Linked DNA regions of Rattus norvegicus: region 1 is linked to region 2. The links are chromatin contacts, called in public Hi-C maps. All regions are on one chromosome and are shown on one strand. Each heading gives the region's core, a stretch centred on a gene start, on an enhancer-like site or on the middle of the called end of the contact. The rest is flanking DNA. Distances are from core to core; before and after follow the strand shown. Region 1 overlaps Sptbn4 (spectrin, beta, non-erythrocytic 4). Region 2 holds the start of Ltbp4 (latent transforming growth factor beta binding protein 4).

Region 1 (6,064 bases), core at 974-3,473, 71 kb before region 2:
GACCCGTTGACATGGGTCCGTGACTTGGTCACGTGCCCCAGGACAGAAACCTTGTCAGAAGTTGATTCTTATACCTACCATTCTCAATTATGAGATTTACCTGGATTTTTAAAACCTGTTCGACCTTACCAGTTCTTCTGTCTTGTAGCACAGTTCCACTTGTCCCACCCCCTCCCAGGAGACTGTAGAGAATCTGTCCAGGAGGCCTTCTCTGTCCTCTTCTTGCGACACTCCTGAAATGGCCAGTAGCACTGAGGATATAAGCAAAGGGCCAGTGTGAACTGTGTTGCCATGGTGATGATGTACTACTGATCCAGAACATGATTTCTTTTTTATTTAAAATTCATGTATTTATTAAGTATTCAATGTTCTGCCTGCATGTATGCCTGCACGCCAGAAGAGGGCACCAGATCTCATTACAGATGGTTGTGAGCCACCATGTGGTTGCTGGGAATTGAACTCAGGACCTTTGGAACAGCAGCCAGTGCTCTTAACCTCTGAGTCATCTCTCCAGCTCCAGAACATGATTTCTTGATCAACCCTGCCCCATTTTTTAGTACTGGGGATTGGACCTATGGCTTTGGCCATGCTAAGCAGGTGGTCTACTGTTTAGCTGGCCCCCAGTTGCTCACAGCTGGCCTCTGACCTGATATTTTAATGCTGAGCTATGGGCTTGTCTTTTTTATGTTTTATCCTCTTTTTATTTTATTTTATTTTGACACAGGGCCTCACTAATTTTCTCGGGGCTAGCATTGAACTCACTCTGTAACTCAGGCAGTTCCCTGATTAGCTGGGCTACTTGGCTTATTATTAAAGATTAGTGTGTGTGTGTGTGTGTGTGTGTGTGTGTGTGTGTGTGTGTGTGTACCTGTGTGAGAACGGGTGCCCGTGGAGGCCAGAATAGGTATTGAATACCATCTAGCTGGAGTTACAGTCAGTTGTGGGTCAGCACATGGGTCCTGGGAATCCAACTCAGGTCCTCTGGAAGAGCGGCCACTGCTCTTAATGGCTAAGCCATTTTTCCAGCCCTGCTTTAAGGTTTTAGACAGAGACCTTGCTATGACGTCCAGGTTGGCCTCAAACATGCAATCCTGCTACCTCCACTTTCCAAGCTCTGGAATTACAGGCGCGTGCTACTGACTACATTAGCTCCATCGAAGAGAAGCTGACTGTGATCTGTTAAATAAATGTCACAGTTACGTACTTACGGATTAGGGACCTAGGTGAAAGTCGTAACATTTGAGGAATAAAGTTTATGGGACAGACACGGTGGAGCCTGCCTTTCATCCCAGCATTTGAGAGGCAAGTCGCCCCCTTCACTGTGGAATGGTGTGGAAATGTATTAATGAAGGAGACGGCCCTTACCTGCCCGCAGGGAACAGTTAACCTAGAGGAAGACTACACTGGTGGTGGTGTTCCATGGAAGGAAGGCTGAGGTAGATGGTGAGGAGGAAAGTGCTTGCTCTAAGCTTGGGGTGTCTGGGAAGCCTGAGGAGGGGGTGGCATGGGCTGGCATCTCTTCCTACCCTCTTCTTCCCCTGTCCCAGGCTACCAACCCTGCGACCCTCAGGTCATTTGCAACCGTGTGAACCACGTGCACGGTTGTCTGTCGGAGCTGCAGGAGCAGGCGGCGCGGCGGCGCGCGGAGCTGGAAGCCTCTCGGAGCCTGTGGGCGCTGCTGCAGGAGCTGGAGGAGGCGGAGAGCTGGGCACGGGACAAGGAGCGCCTCCTAGAGGCCACGAGCGGCAGTGGTGGCGCGGCGGGCACGGCGGGAGGCGCGCACGACCTGTCCAGCACCGCTCGCCTGCTGGCGCAGCACAAGATCTTGCAGGGCGAACTGGGCGGCCGGCGGGCGCTACTGCAGCAGGCGCTGCGACGTGGAGAGGAGCTGGCTGCGGCGGGCGGCTCCGTGGGCCCCGGCGCCGAGCCCTTGCACTTGGCTGGTCTGGCGGAGCGCGCGGCTAGCGCTCGGCGCCGCTGGCAGCGACTGGAAGAGGCGGCTGCGCGCCGGGAACGGAGGCTGCAGGAGGCACGGGCGTTGCACCAGTTTGGCGCCGACCTGGACGGGCTCCTGGACTGGCTTCGCGACGCGTATCGTCTGGCAGCCGCCGGAGATTTCGGTCACGACGAAGCGTCCAGCCGTCGCCTGGCGCGCCAGCACCGAGCTCTCACCGGGGAGGTGGAAGCGCACCGTGGCCCTGTGGGTGGCCTGAGGCGTCAGCTGGCAACACTGGGAGGAGCCAGTGGCGCCGGGCCGCTGGTGGTGGCGCTGCAGGTGCGCGTGGTGGAAGCAGAACAGTTGTTCGCGGAGGTGACCGAGGTGGCCGCGCTGAGACGACAGTGGCTTCGGGACGCGCTCGCGGTGTACCGCATGTTTGGAGAGGTGCATGCCTGCGAGTTGTGGATCGGAGAGAAAGAGCAGTGGCTGCTGGCCATGCGTGTGCCCGACTCCCTCGACGACGTTGAGGTGGTGCAGCACCGGTGAGCGCACCCGTGGAAGTCCCCAGGGTCCCTTGCTCACCCTCCCAACTTCTCATGCTTTGGCTCACAGGTTCTCATGGGGGCAATCCCAGCTTTCTCCTTCACTTTGGGCTTCATCGGCTTCACACTCTGGACCTCGATTTGCCCATCTGTCAAATGGAGTAGGCATCATTCATTGTCCATGTCTCAAGCTTATGGTGAGCAGGAAATGAGTTCACAGATGTGAGACACCTCGCAAATACTTGCTGGGTGCAGAACCTCTCGAAACCATTTTCTGCCGTTACGCACTTTATATTCACAGAACACATATGGACCCAAGTTTTCTACAGGCCCCTCCAACCTGGGCCATGCATGGGACTCCCGTTAAGACAGATGTCATCTCCCTAGACAGTGAGGTGGCTCCCACCACAGGCAGGCAGATCGATGTGAATTGGAGGCCAGCCTGGTCTACATAGTGACTTGCAAGACAGCTAGGGCTACATAGTGAGACCTTGTCTCAAAAATCCTGGCCCAACATATATATATATGTAGAGGGCAGGTTGAAGGATATGACAGTGGAGCTGGAGACACAGAGAAGCAGCTAAGTTGGGGGGCAGAGCAGGAGGCTGATTTGATATAGACCATGTGGGATCATGGTCTGGGGCAGTCATCCAGGGGTCAGAGGTCTTGGCCTTGGAGTTGTTCGGAGCTGTCCCTGAGCTGCGGATTCAGAGGAAGACTAACTAGGAGGGAGGTGTGAAGGGCTGTGTGAGTCAGTAGGTATGAGAGTGCCATGGATGTATACAGCTGCCCATAAGGTTGAAGACAGATTGAGACTGGACACGGAGATGGGGGTGTCATGTGTTCAGAGGAGAAGCTCCAGGCTGTGAGAATGGACGCTGCGACCCAGGGACAGTGTGATAGCAGGTCTAAAGGACAAGGGTGGGATGTTGAACAATCTAACCTTACAGTGACCCATAGAAAAACTGGTCAGGGTTGCATGCATTTCTGAGTTCAAAGTCATCCTCAGCTACTTGGGGAGTTTGAGGTCAGCCTTGGGCTGCATGTGCTACACCAGGCTTCACTTCCACCAGCCACAAAACCAAAACAAGCAATAATAAAACAGACAGACAGACAGACCAAAACATACAAGCAAAAAACTCAAAAGAAAACAAACAAAATAAAACAAAACAAAAAAGCCAAAGAAAACAAACAAACAAACAAAAACAAACAAACAAAACCAAAAGCCAACAAAAGAGTAAGAAAAAAAGGGAGAGGGATTCCTGCAAAGGAACTTGGGAAATGGCATAGGGACCTACAACTAAAGAAGCGAGCTCACTCTGGAGAGTCCAGACCTCTGACCTCTCACCCTCTTCCTCTTCTGCAGATTTGAAAGTCTGGACCAGGAAATGAACAGCCTAATGGGCCGAGTCTTGGATGTGAACCAAACAGTTCAGGAGTTGGTGGAAGGAGGTCACCCCAGCTCCGATGAGGTGCGCTCCTGTCAGGACCATCTCAACAGCAGGTAGGTGGGTCCTGGTGCAGGAAGTTCTTCCTGTTAGCGCCTTCTCTCTCTTCTCCACTGCACTGCGAAAGCCAGAGGTGTACGATTTCAGCCCTCCTGAGGTGTTAATGGGCACTTTGTAGATCAGGAAAATCTTTATTTGAAAAGTATCTTTATTGCGTTTTTAGTGTGTGTGTGTGTGTGTGTGTGTGTGTGTGTGTGTGTGCGTGCGCGTATTGGATGCTGTACCTGTAGAGGCCAGAGGAACGTGTTGGATACCATGGACCTGGAGTTACAGGTGATTGTAAGCTGCCCAGTGTGGGTGCTGGGGATGCCACTAGGCTCCTTTGTGAGAGTAATCCGAGTTCGTAACCATTGAGCCATCAGTCTAAACGACAATTTGAGAAGAAGGTACATACACTCAGTGTTGGTTTTGATGAGCTGAGGATGCAGCTGGTTTTGTTGGCTGTTCACTGGTTTGTCCAGAAAGAATTTATGTGGTGCTATTACTGGCCAGGAGTTTTCTGATGCATTTTATCTTGTTTCAGGTGTCTTATTTATGTGTCTATGACTTTGGTTTCTTCAGACAAGGACTGCTGTTGCTCAGGCTGGCCTTGAACTCACTAGCTGAGGATGTCCTTGAACACTCTTTTTTTTAAGATTTGTTTATTTATTATATGTAAGTACACTGTAGCTGACTTCAGACACACCAGAAGAGGGCGTCGGATCCCATTACAGATGGTTGTAAGCCACCATGTGGTTGCTGGGAATTGAACTCAGGACCTCTGGACGAGCTGTCAGTGCTCTTAACCCCTGAGCCATCTCTCCAGCCTGTCCTTGAACTCTTGATCCTCTTTCTCCACCTCCCAGGTACCAGGATTACAGGCCTGTGCCACCATAACTGCTCCATTCTTAAATTATCTATTTATCATCTATCTATCATCTATCTATCTATCTATCTATCTATCTATCTATCTATCTATCTATCTAAGTCAGAGTTTCACTATGTAACCCTGGCTGTCCTGGAACTTGCTATGTAGACCAGGCTGGCCTCACTTCGAACTCAGAGATCTGCCTGCCTCTGCCTCCCAAGGATGTGATTAAGATGTGTTCCGCCACGTCATGCTTCCTTGTTACTTCTGAGAGAAGGTCTCCTGTAATCTAGGCTTGTCTTGAACTTTCTGTATGACAAGGCTGGACTCTGTCTCCCACGTGCTAGGAGTGCAGGAGTGTACCATCATGACGGGATTCCTAAGTACTTTATAGTTACTCTTTTATCTCCCGCTCGGTTTCCACAGTGGAGCCTTCAGAAAAATTAGATTCTTTCTCCTCCCCGCCCCTCTGTGTGTGCATGCACACAAGTGTGCCTGTGTGTGTATGTGTTGTGCATGTGGAGGTCAGAAGCCAATTGCAGTCCTCATTTTCTCCTCTACCATCATCTAGATCCCAGGGTCAGAGCTCGGGTCACCAGGCTTGGTGGCAAATGCCATCTTCACCCCCCTAAGCATCTCTTTCAGCCCCAGAATACACAGAACACAGAATCATTTAAAAACAAATGACACGGGCTGGGGATTTAGCTCAGTGGTAGAGCGCTTACCTAGGAAGCGCAAGGCCCTGGGTTCGGTCCCCAGCTCCGGAAAAAAAAAAAAAAAAAAAAAAAAAACAAATGACAAGTTGCTGTCTTCCCTTCTGAAACAGAAGTCCTGCCAGTGTAGGAAGGAAGGTCTGGGGCATGAAGACAGGAGTCCTCAGAATTAAAGTTCAGTCCAGCCCTCGTGGTATAGAGGGGGCTGGGGCAGAAGGAACTGGAGCACAGGGTTTCAAGGCCAGCCTTCGCAACTTAGCAAGGTCCTGCCTCAAAACCCAGAAATATACCTGTATCCAATCCCACCTTTGAAGAGAAAGAAGCAGAAGGATCACACGTTTCGGGCTAGCCTAGGCTACACACTAGGAGCTATCTAAAAAGGGATGGGGTGGGCTGAAGAGATGGTTCAGTTCTGTTTCTGGCACTCACATGGTGGCTTGCAACCCTTGTAAGTCCAGTTCCAGGGGATCCAATGCTGTCTTCTAACCTCTGTGAGTGCCAGGCTGGCATGTGGG
Region 2 (5,400 bases), core at 671-3,170:
GGGAGTGGGGAGACAAGTGAGGGACACGGTGTCCCATAGGGCCTTGTGAGCAGGGCCTTGGAGGGGAGGGGGCACACAAAGACAGAGGCATAAGCACAGTTAATGGGCAAAACTGGGCACTCCACCATTGCTCTAGGTCAGCCCACGAACAGCCGCGAATGAGTCCTGACTGCCAACAGTACTGCTCCTGGGGCTCATATAACCCTGGACAGTGGGTAGGCCCTGATTTCTGGGTGTCAGCGTGGGATGGAGGCGTGCATTGCTGTAGGTGGCAGTGATGGTGTGAAGGGGCTGTGCGAGTGAGTCTTCCGTGTGGCTCATCGCAAGCAGGGATGGGGTGTGTGCCCTGTATACCTTCTAGGGGAAAGAACTGGATGCTGTGAATCTGGAACAGTTAGGGTCTAAGGCCCAGTTACCTTTTACGGTTGGAACCCCACAATGTCTGGGGGCGGGGCTAACGCTTTAGTCAACAAAGCTGTCTGGTGTATGGCGGGCACATGCAATCCTCAAACATGGGAGGAACAGAAGTCCAAGAACAATTCCAAGCAAACTCGAGGGGGGTGGGCACAAAACGATCGAACTGTTGAGAGATGATGTTCCAAACCCAGAAGTGGAACATCACGGGAAGAGCGGGGTTTGGGATTCTAAGGGAGAGTTTATTCCATTTCTCGCTGCTGGAAGCACTAGAGGTTTGTAAAGTGGAGGAAACAGGGCGGGAACTTGAGGTTCTGTTTGATTACAGGTCCTTGCTATGCACCCAAGACGGCTTAGAATTTGCTATTCGAGCAAGCCGACCTGGAGCTTGCCTGGTTCTCCCTCTCTAGTGCTGACTTTAGGGGACTATAGTTAAGGGAAGGGGTTGGGCCGAGACCCTCTGAGTTTGGAGGTTGTGGGCAGGGCTTGAAGCCTGGAGCCCACTAAACGGGGGCAGGTGGGCTTAGTGTCTCCTGTGGCCTGTGCTTCCCCTTGCCCAGAAAGGGGAGATTAGAGGTTTCTAATGACAAAGGCTTATTACTTTAAGTTTGTAAGGGTTGTTGGGGGAGACTTTTAGGAGTCAGGCAGGGAGGGGCTTCTGGTATCTTCTAGGGACCAAGGCAGAGAAGCGTGTGGGAGGGGCAGAGCCGTGGAGTCCTCTGGGAGTTGTCTGGTCAAGGGCGTAGCCTGGATTCACAGAAGGGTAGAACTTGGGAAAGACAAGTTTTTGCAGATGCTGAGGCTAAAACAATGGACAGGACCATCTTTCTGGAAGGCTTGATGTGGGCCACAGGGATGGCACCTGGTTCGGGGGTAAGAACAGCACTCCAATACTAAATTCTGGTTACTTCAAGATTTGGCGTGGCTGAGGAAGAAGGAGGGTCTCATTATGTAGCCCAGGCTGGCCTGGAACTCACTCTGGGGAGAGACACCACGACTGACTCAGCAGAGTCTGGTCTCTGGGAAGAGGGTACTGGGGAATCTATCAGATCCATTAGACAGACAGCTACATTCTGACAGAGCCGCCAGCACTGAGCGAGGGGTGAGGCCTGCTAGCGGAAATCCAGCTGAGAGAGCCTGGGCCCCCTTCACATCCATCTCGTGGTAACCACTTGTGTCACTTGGGGCTTCTACTCAAGAGAGACTGGGGCAGTCAGTACTTGGCTCCTAAAATCCTCCCACCTCCAGGAGAACTCCCCGCTCGGGCAACCCCGCCCGGCACCTGTCCGTCTAGCCCCTCCCATGTCGCCTACCGATTGGCCTCACCCGGAGCGCTGACAGTGCAGGGCTCTGATTGGCGGGAAGTTTCACAGCCCCAGGCTAGCACGGTGGAGAAAGTGAGTCGGCCTCTGGCAGGGGCGGGGGTGGGGGCGGGACCGGGGCCAGGCCGATCCGGACCCACTGGACACATTGCCCTCCCGGAGCCGGACTCTGCACCCGACACGATGCGCCGGCCTGGCCTCGGCTGCCACTGCCCCCTCCTCCTCCTGCTGCTGCTCCCAGCCGCCACATCTGCTAGCGGCCCCAGTTCCAGTCCCAGCCCTATCCAGGCCGTCGAGGACGCGGTGGTCCCGGGCCACCAGGCCGGGTAAGCCCACTGCAGCCTCTTCTTCCTCGTGCTGCACCCAGTAAGTCTGGTGGTCCGGCAGGAGCAAGACCTTCAGGTTTAGGAGACTACAAAGCAACTGCTCTTGGTAGGAGGATGAGGCCAAAGCTCTTGGAGCTACTAGGAGCCCCTACTTTGCAGTCGTTAGAATTCGAGGTGCGCTGAGAAAGTGAAGCGGAGGTCCTTTCAGGGTGGTGGTACGGATGGATAGGCTCCAGCCAACCCCCGAATTTATTGGGGGAAGAGATACCGGGTAAGACTTCGAGTTTTCTTAGAATAACAGATGGGTGGGGCCCTTGAACTAGCCTCCAGCTCCCTAGGTTTCTTGAGTATTTTTTAAAAAGGTGCCGGAAGGCCGTGCGTGGTAAGATCTTAAAGAAAAGTTGCCGTGTTCTGGGTTTCTAGGGGCGCTGGATTGATTGGAAAAGACTTCTGGGTTCTTCTAATAGATTAGGAAGACGCAAATAGGTTCCTGGAAAAGGGATGGGGGGAAACCTGTGCAGGGAGATCCTCGGGTTTTTTGATGCTTCTAAGTTTTCTGAGATCAGAGCTCATCAGAATTGAATGAATTACCAGTGATTTGGTGGTAAGATCCAGGATAGTTTATAAATTTCCGTGTTTATAGGCCCCTATCTCGTCTGCGGATGACAGGATGAGTGGAGATGATCTGCCTAGCACCCCAGCCCTGCTCCTGGCAGCTCTGCGCTCCGTTACAAAGGCCGTGGGCTCCGCTCCCGCTCCCCGCCTGGGTCTCTGGGAATGCGTTTAGTAACCCGAGCCGCGCCGGGGGCGGGGCTGGGAAGGGGTTAACCTGGAGGAAAAGCGGGAGGGATGAGGACAGGATTCGAGGGTCTCGGAGGCTTCCCCGGGGCAGCCTGCGCCCCCTCTATGCCTCACTCATCTAGAATGGATTCGGGCATTAGATTTCCTTTCTCGGCAACGTCTAAAATTTTTCTCTCTGGGCCTGGACGTGCACCATCATCCCTCACCCCCCTTTAATTTGGGGATAATGGACTTGTCTGGGGGGCCCCAGGGTTTCGACGCTCTGGCAGTACCGCTGAAGGGTCGCCGCTGAGACCCTGTGGCGCGGAGACATATCCGGAAAAGACCCTTTCCTCTCTGACATTGAAGTTCAAGGACCAGGAGACACTGGTCCGAGAACGTACATCCTAGAAAGGCGGGAATTGGATAGAAGTCAAGCCTCAGGATTCCCAATCCTGGACTTCGGTATCCCTACCACCTCAGCACTGTGCTGGACCCGAAGTCTAAGGCGACACCGCAGTGCACAGCCGCCGAGGTCTGTGTATGTGGCGCCACCTACCGGCCACTTTTAGGATAGCGTGTGAGCCCCAACTCTCGTCGAATTAGTGGGCGGAGTTCTAGATCCTAGACAGTCCTGGCTTGTAGGTTCACTTAGACCTCTCCTTTGAAAGTTTCTTGAAATGATTTTAAGCCTGGCGTGGTGGCTTACGTATGTAACTTTAGCTTTAGAGGAGAATGAAGCAAGGAGAATTGTCCGGAGTCTGAGGGCTGCCTGGGCTACACAGTACAGTGTAGAGCAGCCATGCTTGACCTCGTCTCAGAATGAGTTTGAGGCCAACCAGAGCTACAGAATGAGAATCTGTCGATGGTGATGGTGATAGCAATTTCATAAGTTATGAAAGATAAGCCTTTACTCCTGAGAGTCTAAGCCAGTCTGCCTCCTCTAGTTGCACAGGCATGCCTCAGGTGAAGTTATCTACCTGCTTGAAATTCCCTTGAGTCTTGGTTTCTCCTCTGTTCTCCAGCCCGCCCCCCTCCTTTGGGGGAGTTCTGAGACCTGAACAGTTCTCCCCTCCTGTTACAGTGCTGCTGCCTGTCGTTGCTGCTTAGCCCAGACACCTAGGAGTAGCCACTGCACCCGAGGTGCGTTCTTCCAGGTGGGGTATGGGTGAGGGATGAGAGGACTCTTTCCCCAGCCTCATTCAAATTGAACAGCTAGATAGAGGTTCAGCCCCGCTTCTCTACTGAATCCCTGATTGTCTCTGAAGCTTCCTGCAGGGTCCGGAGCTGCCCACCCGGCAGGTGTACAGATCAACAGGGGTGCCTGACCCCAACACCTTCGGTGCCCAGCCCCAGCCGCAGTCCGGTGGAGAAGAGACAGGTATCCCTCAACTGGCAGCCACTGACGTAAGCATATAATTCCTTCCCTTCCAACACACACATACACACACACACACACACACACACACACACACACACACACACTGGTCTTTCACTATTAACCCATTGCCTATGTTTCTTTTTATTCTTTTCCTTGCCTGTCTGAATCATTGGGTCTTTGCTTCTTGATCTGTTTCTGTCTCCATGCCCCACCCACTTTTTCCTTCCCATCCATCTCATATCGCCTCTCTTTCCATACTTTTTTTTTTTTAACTTCCATAGTCTTTTCTCTGAAAGTATTTTTTTCTAAAGATATTCCAAGCCTTGCTTCCCATAAAAGGGCTGGGGGCAATGTTGGGCAAACCCACTCCTGGCTTAGGAGGCTTTTTTCTTGAGGTGAGGAGGCCAATTTAATAGTGGTGACAGCCTCTTCTACCCCCTTCCGCCTAGTTTGCAGGAGGCCCGAGCTCTGCTGAGGCAAAGGCGGCCCCGAGGGCCGTGGGCCCGGGCATTGCTGAAAAGAAGGCCCCCACATCGCGCCCCTGCCGGCCAGGCCCGGGGTAAGAACATCCGCCCTTCCTCCGTGTAGGGGGCGGAGGGGGGTGGTTCCGGGCCAGATAAAGCCGTCTGGTTCCCACGGTGTTGCCGCCGCCTACCAGTCCCCCATTGTAACTGTCCACCCCACTCCCCAAGACGCGGCCACCTCTAGGGACCCCTGCGTCCGGCAGTACGAGGTGAGCCAGGGACAGAACTAGACGCAGGCCAAAGGCGCTGACCCATCCGGGTGGGGCCGGGAAGCCAGGCGTCCGGGCTCCCGTGGCTGAAGAGGGGGGCAACTCGCCCAGCAGAGAGCGAGGCTGAACCAGCCCAGACAACAAAAGCGATTGTGCGGGTTGGCGCCTGCCCGGGCACAAAATGCCCAAGATTGCGGGACGGCTGGGGGCCAAAGGCCTTTCCCTCTTACGTGCCAGACCCTCCCTTGGCCCTGCTCTTATCCAGCCTGGTACCCCAGACTAGAGCACTCTATAGACTCAACCACCCTCAGAAGCCCTCTCCTGCTGTGTGGCCTTCAGCCCAGATGCATCCCCCTCCTTCCTAAAGTTTTCCAGATGTGAGCCCCAGGCCAGATGTGAGGACCCCCACCCACAGTCTGAGCCTATCCCATATCTTTATGCGTC

Evidence for each region. Hi-C and Micro-C count contacts between places; a contact is called where the count stands out from the background.
Region 1: a Hi-C map of liver shows a contact between it and region 2, with 4 times the contacts expected there. The contact joins the enhancer-like site here to the promoter of Ltbp4 in region 2. A contact is called at or near these places in 9 of 12 Hi-C or Micro-C datasets (the A7r5 cell line, the Rat2 cell line, frontal cortex and 4 more).

The regions. Positions count from the first base shown.
Region 1 is chr1:91,826,615-91,832,678 of GRCr8, reverse strand. Sptbn4 (spectrin, beta, non-erythrocytic 4) reads left to right here. Exons shown (of 36, transcript NM_001100845.2): 14 at 1,548-2,481; 15 at 3,848-3,985. Among named protein-coding and RNA genes, the nearest start is that of Sptbn4, 35 kb to the left of the region's middle. Within about 2 kb of position 2,223, at least 6 of the 93 cell types and tissues checked have an H3K27ac peak or open chromatin away from gene starts, as enhancers often do. A contact at or near this core is called in hepatocytes and liver, where this site is marked.
Region 2 is chr1:91,756,327-91,761,726 of GRCr8, reverse strand. Ltbp4 (latent transforming growth factor beta binding protein 4) reads left to right here and starts at 1,920. Exons shown (of 33, transcript NM_001170336.1): 1 at 1,920-2,062; 2 at 3,927-3,985; 3 at 4,111-4,249; 4 at 4,673-4,782. The coding sequence starts at 1,920.